2 separate regions of the Sus scrofa genome follow, and region 2 is linked to region 1. The links are chromatin contacts, called in public HiChIP or PLAC-seq maps. All regions are on one chromosome and are shown on one strand. Each heading gives the region's core, a stretch centred on a gene start, on an enhancer-like site or on the middle of the called end of the contact. The rest is flanking DNA. Distances are from core to core; before and after follow the strand shown. Region 1 holds the start of C4H1orf52 (UPF0690 protein C1orf52 homolog). Region 2 holds the start of WDR63 (WD repeat-containing protein 63).

Region 1 (3,931 bases), core at 1,116-3,615:
AAGCAGAGAGGTGGGAGGTGCGTGTGCACAGAGCGTGGGACACATAAGCAACCTGAGGAAGGCCAGACCTGAGGTTTTTTCTTAGAGTTGGACTTTGAAGGACGGATGGGTTTACTGACCAAAGAGGGAGAGAAGAACATTCCAGACTGAGGTGTAACACATACTGAAAGGCACGGAACCATGAAACAGTGTGGTCGGCTCAGTTTTGAAAATTTACACTCTTCAGGTGCTAGGAGGGGCATCTGAAATGAAGCTGGAGGAACAGGCAGGGCCTAGCGCTGACTGCTGCGTTGCTGGGAAAGGGTTTAAGCAAGTGAGATACACAGTCAGATCAGATGAGCTGCAGGGCAAGGATGAAGTGGGTGGAGTGGGTACAGGTATGCAAGCAGAGGTTGCTGGGACCACTTACCCTCCAAGCAAGAGATGGAGTTGTGGTACTAGCAACTAAGGCAACACAAGGAAGTCATTACCTTATCATCATTTTTAATTCCTAGGTAGTATGATACTCATGCAAGTTCATTTTGTGACACTCATTTTGGCTTTAAGGCACAACTGTGTTTTTTTGTTTTGTTTTGTTCTTTTGTCTTCTTAGGGCCGTACCTGCGGCACATGGAGGTTCCCAGGCTAGGGGTCTAATCAGAGCTGTTACTGCCGGCCTACACCACAGCCACAGCCACAGCCACAGCCACGCCAGATCCAAGCCGGGTCTGTGACCTACACCACAGCTCGTGGCAACGCCAGATCCTTAACCCACTGAGCGAGGCCAGGGACTGAACCCGAAACCTCACGGTTCCTCGTCAGATTCGTTCCCGCTGCAACCTGACGGGAACTCCTGTTGTTATTGGTTTTTTTGGTAAAGCACAACTGTTTTGACATAAAATGAAGCCTTCAGCACTTCACAACTGCAACCATCACAAAGAGTCCATGGAATAACTCATGCACCTCTAATAGGCCATCAAAAATCACACACACTATTGGCTGAGATATCAGAGTTCACTCTATGATTTCTCTACAACACAGCAAATACTGCTGAGATAGGAGAGACTTCAAAGTCAAATACACGTGACTCTTCTCAAAAACATAGCGAAAAGTATCCAAAGGCCATCATAATGTGGTCGCTAACTCACTGGATTGAAGTTCCAATCATTCAATAGCTCCTCCTTTTAAAACCTGCCACAGGGATCAAGAGGTGTCACCAGCGAGCCTGACTCTCCTTACCTGACTCCACGGTCTCCTCCCCTTCGGGCAGAAGCCTAGCTTTCTTAGCACTCGGTGGGGCATCGTCACCATTGTCCTCGTATATGTTAGACCATTTTATCGCCATGTCCAGCTCTGGAGGCGGAGGTTTCTTCTCAGCAGAGTAGGTCTCCGGAGGAGATACATAGTTGGACTTCCAAACTTTGAATTCCTTTGGAGGCTGTTGAGCAAACACATGAAGAAGCACTGTGACGAACCGAGGTCCCTAGAATCGGTATGGACACATGCACCTCCCTGCCGTGCGCTCAGCGTTCGGGCTGATTTTTTTTTTTTTTAAAGGTTTAAAGACACACTTTGCCATCAAATTCACAATACTGCTAAGTGAAAAGCCAAAGGGTTCCCTAGACGAATAAAGCTAATAACTTTTAGTTACCAAGGAAGAATCCAGTCTCAGAGATACTACGCCAAGGCCGACCCCTTCAGGAGGCTGCAGCAGACACTGTCTTGGAGGCAGCACCGCAGGCACTTCGGCGTCAAAGGGAAGGGGTCTCGGGGAGAAGCTGCAGCGGGGGGCGGGGGAGTCACCACCGTTAGTGCTCGCCGCGCGGGGTCGGGGCACCGAGCGCGGAGGTCGGGTCTCCTGGCAGGGGCGGGGCTGCGGGGCCGGTCCGACACCCACCGGGCTGGGGCAGGGGCCCGGGCTCCCCAGGGCTGGACGCGGCGAGGGCGTGCGGCATCCCGCGGGGTGACTGCGTGTGGGGGACGGAAGCCGGTCCCCAAAGGGGCTGCGGGAGGGGGAGGCCGGGACCCAGCTCGGGAAACGGGGGCGGGGAGCTCACCTCCTCCGGCGCCTTGACCACGTGCCGCTCCCAGTCTATCTGCTTGTTGAGCGGGTTGTAGAGAAAGGCCGGGCGAGTCACGCTCCGGAACAGCTCGTCGGGGCCAGGCAGCCGCTTCTCCGCCAGGTTCCCGCAGCCGCCCGCCGACGTCGCCGGATCCGGGGCCCTGCGACTCGTTTCCTCCGGCTCGCTGTTGTCCTCCTCGCTCGAGGAGCCTGAGCTGCTGCTGCTGCCATAGGCCGCGAAGTAGCTCAGGGGATCCTTCTCCTCCGCAGCCATGACTGCCCAGCCGGTCGAGGGCGGGCTCCGCCGGAAGCCGGAAGCCGGAAGCCGCTCCAGGGCCCTCCCCTCAGTCGGCCCCGCCCCGTCTCCCGGAAGGGGGCGGGACCTGCGCCCCCTGGCGGCTGCGCCGCGTTCCTGCGCGCGCCGGGAGGCGGGTTGGAGGCGTGGTCGCGCACACCCCCAGGCCTGAGCTGCTAAAGCCCTTTCCACCCAGCTCTGGGCAGAGACCCGCAGGTCCGGAGTCCGTGGTCCCAAGCAGACGCTCAGCGGTCAGTAAGATTTTATTAAAGGCTCAGAACTAAGCATTTCGTCTTTTCGCCGCCACCTTAAAGCCCTTGCCCAGAGAGTCCAGGCTTTCTGATCCCGCTGCATCTCTTCTTCAGAACAAAATGCCTCTGGATGCTTCTGCTCAGTCGTCCTGGAATAGCTCTGTGGGTAAGTGGACCTATCAAGTTCCACACTGATCCTCTCCTGCTTGACCTCATTCCAGCGCACCTTGAGCAGCCCCCTGATGGAACTGCTCTCGGATTGCATCCGCTCCACTCCGGGGGTCCTCCAGACTCTCTGGCTTCTTATTTATTGTCAGCCTGCTTTGTGCCATATGCCCTTAAACGATGGTGTTTTCTAACATATCATACCATCGTTCAGCAATACTCACTAACGATCTGTAGAGGTGTTACAAAGGTGCAGGTCAGACCATCCCTTTCCAAGGCATTCATGCTTGTGACTCCCAAATCTAGGTCTCCGGCTCCCATCTCTCCTCCCCAAGTTCTGGACTGGACCTCAACTTGGCTCTAAAACTTTCCATATGGAGATTGTACTGGGGTCTCAAATGTCCATTTAAGGGTCAGCAACTGGTCTTTCTTACAATTTGTTTCTGCATTTGTGTTCCCTCTTAGTAGATGACCTGTGCCTAGCCACCGAGGAAACCAGAAATCTTTGACTCCTCCTGGTGAGCTCAGAGGGAATGATACCCGAATGAGGGCAGTACAGTTGGTGTAGTGTAGGTGTTCACAGGTCCCATTTAAGGATGCCTGTTCATTTCCATGATGCACTCATCTCCAGGAGGCAGAGGATGTGTCTGTTTTATTCACTTCTCTTTCCCAGTCCTATAGCACAATGTCTGTGAACTTCTTCAGGGGAGGTGGATTTTGCTTTGTTTTTATATTCCTAGTACCCAGCTCAGTGCCTATCACTGCATAGAAGATCAAAACATATTGTGGATTATAATAATTTATGAAGGTGTAGGTCTGAGTGTTTTTCAGAAATTTCCACCCAAGTACCTAAGGTGACAGAGGAAAGTGACAAAGGAAACTGCACTTTGGGAGTCCCCAGAGCATCCTCAGGTTGGATAATTTGCTAGAAGCACTCAGAGAACTCACTGAATGCTGCTTTATTCATGATCATGGTTCGTTGTAGAGAACAAGGATTAAAATCAGCCGCGGGAGGACGTGTGGGGGCAGAGTGTGGATCCCTCCCCATGCACAACTCTGGTCTTCTTCTCCCAGCGGAGGTGTAGACCGTGCTGACTTGTGCTGCAAAGACATGCGAAGCCCACAGGGGAGGATCGCCCAAGCCTTGGCGTCGGGAGTTCTTGCCGGGGACTGGTCCTG
Region 2 (3,807 bases), core at 1,052-3,551, 170 kb before region 1:
TTCAGGGAGAGTCAAAGGCTCTGAGTGCCCGAGCTCTGCCTCTCGGGCTGGGACACACAGACGCCTGGGCCTGCGTGGCAATGTGCAGGAGCTGTGCAGAGCCTCCCAATGAGCACGGCCCAGCTGCCTGGGGCTTCTTTGAGTTTATTCAATGTTATGTCAGTTTTAGTTAATAGTGATTGCAGACACTTTCTCCAGTTTATTGAGATAGAATTTAATAAGGATTTCAGACACAGAATTTAATAAGGATTTCAGACACATGAAAACAGGAGTTCCCATTGTGGTTCAGCAGGTTAGGAACCCAAAATTGCTCATGAGAAGACCTGGTCTCACTCAGTGGGTTAAGGATCCAGCATTGCCACAAGCTGCGGTGTAGGTCGCAGATGCGGCTCGGATCTGGCATTGCTGTGGCTGTGGCATAAGCCTCAGCTGCAGCTCCAATACGACTCCTAGCCTGGGAATTTCCATATGCCACAAGTGCAGCCATTAAAAGAAAAAAAATTTTAAATATGAAAACAAACATGAGCACTTTGCGGAGCAGAATGCAAAAATCTCGTGAAGACTTTGTATGAAAAAAATATATCTCAGTTGCGGAAATCTATTTCAAGCTATAACCCCTCTTACTATCAGCCTGATACCAACCTGCAATCCCTGTGGTTTCAGGCCTCTGGCTCTTAAGCGGTTCAATTGAGAAGCACTGTGCTAAAATGTGGGTTGATGGAGATAGAGGCAGGAAGTGAAGTTAGAAAAACAACTTATTATCTTCCAGATATCTTCAAGGTAACTTTCAAGGTATTTGGACAGGGTTTCATATGCCAGATTGAGAATATGTAAGCAGGGTGATAGCAGGACTGCATCTCTGTTTTGGAACACTCTATGGCATTGTGGCAAATAAATTAGAGAGGAAGAGATAGAACAAGTCACAAGACCACTCTTACAACCTAAAATAAGTCAGAGGCAGTGAAGACAACTAAGAAGAGATGGATTATTTGAGAGAGAATTTAGAAAAGGAAAATGACAGGATTTGGTGACGTCTTGACTGTGTGTGGTAGGAGTGACTCTGATTCCTAGCTTTGCAAACAAATGGACAATGGATAATATTACCTAAGGCAGAAAATAAAGAAAGAAAAAGGAAAAAAAGTTTCTGAAAGATACTTGAAATACACATTAAAGACAATAACTTGATTTTTGCTACTGCTAAGTTGTGATGCCTCTGGTACAGTAATTATTCCTTCAATATCTTTATTCACTTGTTCACTCAATATCTTTATTTAGCAGCAGCTATTAAACACCATGAACAAAGCTAGACATGTTTGGAGATATCTAAGCAGTAGTGGAAATTCAGCCTAAATGCATTAGGCTGGAGTATAGAAATGGGAGTCACTGATGTGTTAGGGGGGCCATTTAAAGCTAAGGGGAATAGATATAATGCCTCTAGGAAATCCTAAGAGTAAGTAAAGAAGAATTTTCAGGACTTCGGCCCTGGGGAAAACTAACCTTTCAAAGTCGTGGAGCCTGGGAAAAGTTTCACAAATCACAATGATAAGTCCTGCTCCTAGTTTAATTTTTTAAATGATTTGTTTAATAAAAATTATTTGCATTTTGCAAACACAAATTCTTCAGATATTGGAAAGAATGTGCATGATCTTCCTACATGTAAAATCATCTTAGGGTCATTAAATTATGAATCTATAACCCTATTGCCAATTATTTTCATTTAAATTAGGAGTAAGAAATTCAGACCAATTACAGCAGTCAATTGAATTACTTTATTATATTCTGCCAGAGTGCAAATTAGTCAGTTTTAATTATTTTTTTAAAGAAAAGGAAGGCAGGCAATAGTGTTCAGGGAGATGACCTTGACTGTATGATCCCATAGGACCCACAGCCATAGATAAAATGAGCCTCGGTGTTGCTGAGGGATTTGATCTTCTTCCCCTGAGACTGGTACTTCCAGTTTGACTCAAACTCTATACAGAAGTTATTTGGCAAGAAGATGTAACACATTAGAAGTTACATTTTGGCAAGAAGAAAATGTAACACATTAGAAGTTCTGGGACCGCAGGACACCTGATCAGCAAGATTTTCTCTCCTTCACCGGGATCAGAGGGCAGGTTCCTAGGAGGGGCCCAGGTGGCAGCTGGGGTAAAAAGGGCAGCAGCCAGAAACCTTCACGTTACCCTTCACTCCCTATTGCTAGAGACCACATCCTAGAAGCGTTCTCCTCTGGGTATGGTTGCACAGGGCGCGAGGCATGGAACAAGCCTGATAAATTTAGGGTCAGGCCTGGCGGCAGCCCTCGACATTGCACATCTCCTTCCTGGTTAGTGGGAAACTGCGGCCCTCCCTCTAGTTCAGGTTGAGTGGCGTCATCCTCAAGCAACCAATCACAAGCCTTCTCTGAAAGATACTGTTAGGGAGCGGGAACTGTATTGGGAGAGCTGCTCTGTCAATTTCAGTAGCGGACTTGCCTCTTTTCTCTTAGCAACAGATGCATCACAGCAACAGCCTGCCTGGGGAACTGCAGCTTAGGTTCCTGGGTCTTGTTTTTCTGAGAAAGGAGAGTCAAACTCCAGTCTCCAGCTCCCGAAGGAACTTTTCTCCAGAGCATTGCGAAGAGGTTTCTTTTCCTTCAGTTTAGCAGTTTCAGGTAAGGGAAGCTCTGAATCGGAAAGGAAGCTTGAAAAACAATATTTTACTCTTTCAAGGGCGTTTGGAACACTCGCTGTGCCAGCAATGTGCTAGATGAAGTGAAGACTACAAAAATGTACCAAATTTTCTCTGCTTTCAAAGAACTGCCAGCCTAGCCAGGAGACCAAAAAAAGCAACGAGAGAGCAGTTAACGACACTCTTAAGAACTTTGAGGGCAGGTACTGTTTTGCTCACAGGTTTTATATTCCCAGTGCCTATCTCAATGCCTGGCTCAGGGTGGAAAAAATAAATATGGGATGGATGGATGGATGGATGGGAAGGAAAACAGCATGATCCTGGTATAGGAGACCAAAGAAGAAAAGACTAATGTGGACTGAAGTGATTAGATGACTTCAGGACTTAAGAAAGGGCTGGAGTAAATGGAGTGAAACAGATGACCAGGGGAACACCAGCTCTTTGAAAGTAAGGACTTTGTCTTATTGCTCTAGCGCCCCCCAAGATCTGATTGCTGCTCAGTAATTTCTCTCTTCTCCACCGTGTATGTGCTGAGGCAGCTCTGCCTTTGCAGAAGCCTGGCATAATTAACTACTCTACAGCATGATTAGGAAATGTCGGGGAGAACAAAATTGTATCAGCCTCAGTGAGAAACTTATGGCGGCTTCAGAGAGTTCATGTTAGAGTTGAGCCTTTTTTTTTTTGGTCTTTTTGTCTTTTTTTTGTTGTTGTTGTTGTTGTTGCTATTTCTTGGGCCGCTCCTGCGGCATATGGAGGTTCCCAGGCTAGGGGCTGAATCGGAGCTGTAGCCACCGGCCTACGCCAGAGAGTATGAGCCTTTAAAAGTCAGATTTAAGCAGGCAGAGAAACATGGCATCATGTGGAGCAGGAGCCGTCTGGAGGGAAGAGGGCTCTCCCTCTCTGTTTGGAGAGTGGATAATATCCTAGGAGGCTGGAGTAGAACTGGAAGGGTGAATGTGGAGAGACTAAAGGTGGTTCTTACAAGTTTGGACTCTATCCTGTTTTGCAAATTCTGGTCTGCAGACCACTGGTGCGAGACTGCCTCGTGCTGGTTTTAACAATGCTGAGTCCCAAGTTCACTCAGACCTGCTAAACACAATGGGTCCAGGAAACTTGCATTTCAAAGGAATTCCACTTCTA

What was found. HiChIP or PLAC-seq counts read pairs in DNA pulled down with a chosen protein or histone mark.
Region 2: an H3K27ac HiChIP or PLAC-seq map of alveolar macrophages shows a contact between it and region 1. The contact joins the promoter of WDR63 here to the promoter of C4H1orf52 in region 1. A contact is called at or near these places in 11 of 47 Hi-C or Micro-C datasets (brain, embryonic fibroblasts, epiblast stem cells and 6 more) and 1 of 2 datasets of contacts at active chromatin or transcription factors (alveolar macrophages).

The regions. Positions count from the first base shown.
Region 1 is chr4:130,658,358-130,662,288 of Sscrofa11.1, reverse strand. It overlaps C4H1orf52 (UPF0690 protein C1orf52 homolog), which reads right to left and starts at 2,365. Exons shown (of 3, transcript XM_021090346.1): 1 at 2,037-2,365; 2 at 1,219-1,417. The coding sequence starts at 2,315. It overlaps LOC106505545 (a long non-coding RNA gene), which reads left to right and starts at 2,440. Exons shown (of 3, transcript XR_001300083.2): 1 at 2,440-2,753; 2 at 3,827-3,931.
Region 2 is chr4:130,825,322-130,829,128 of Sscrofa11.1, reverse strand. It overlaps WDR63 (WD repeat-containing protein 63), which reads left to right and starts at 2,301. Exons shown (of 20, transcript XM_021090352.1): 1 at 2,301-2,650.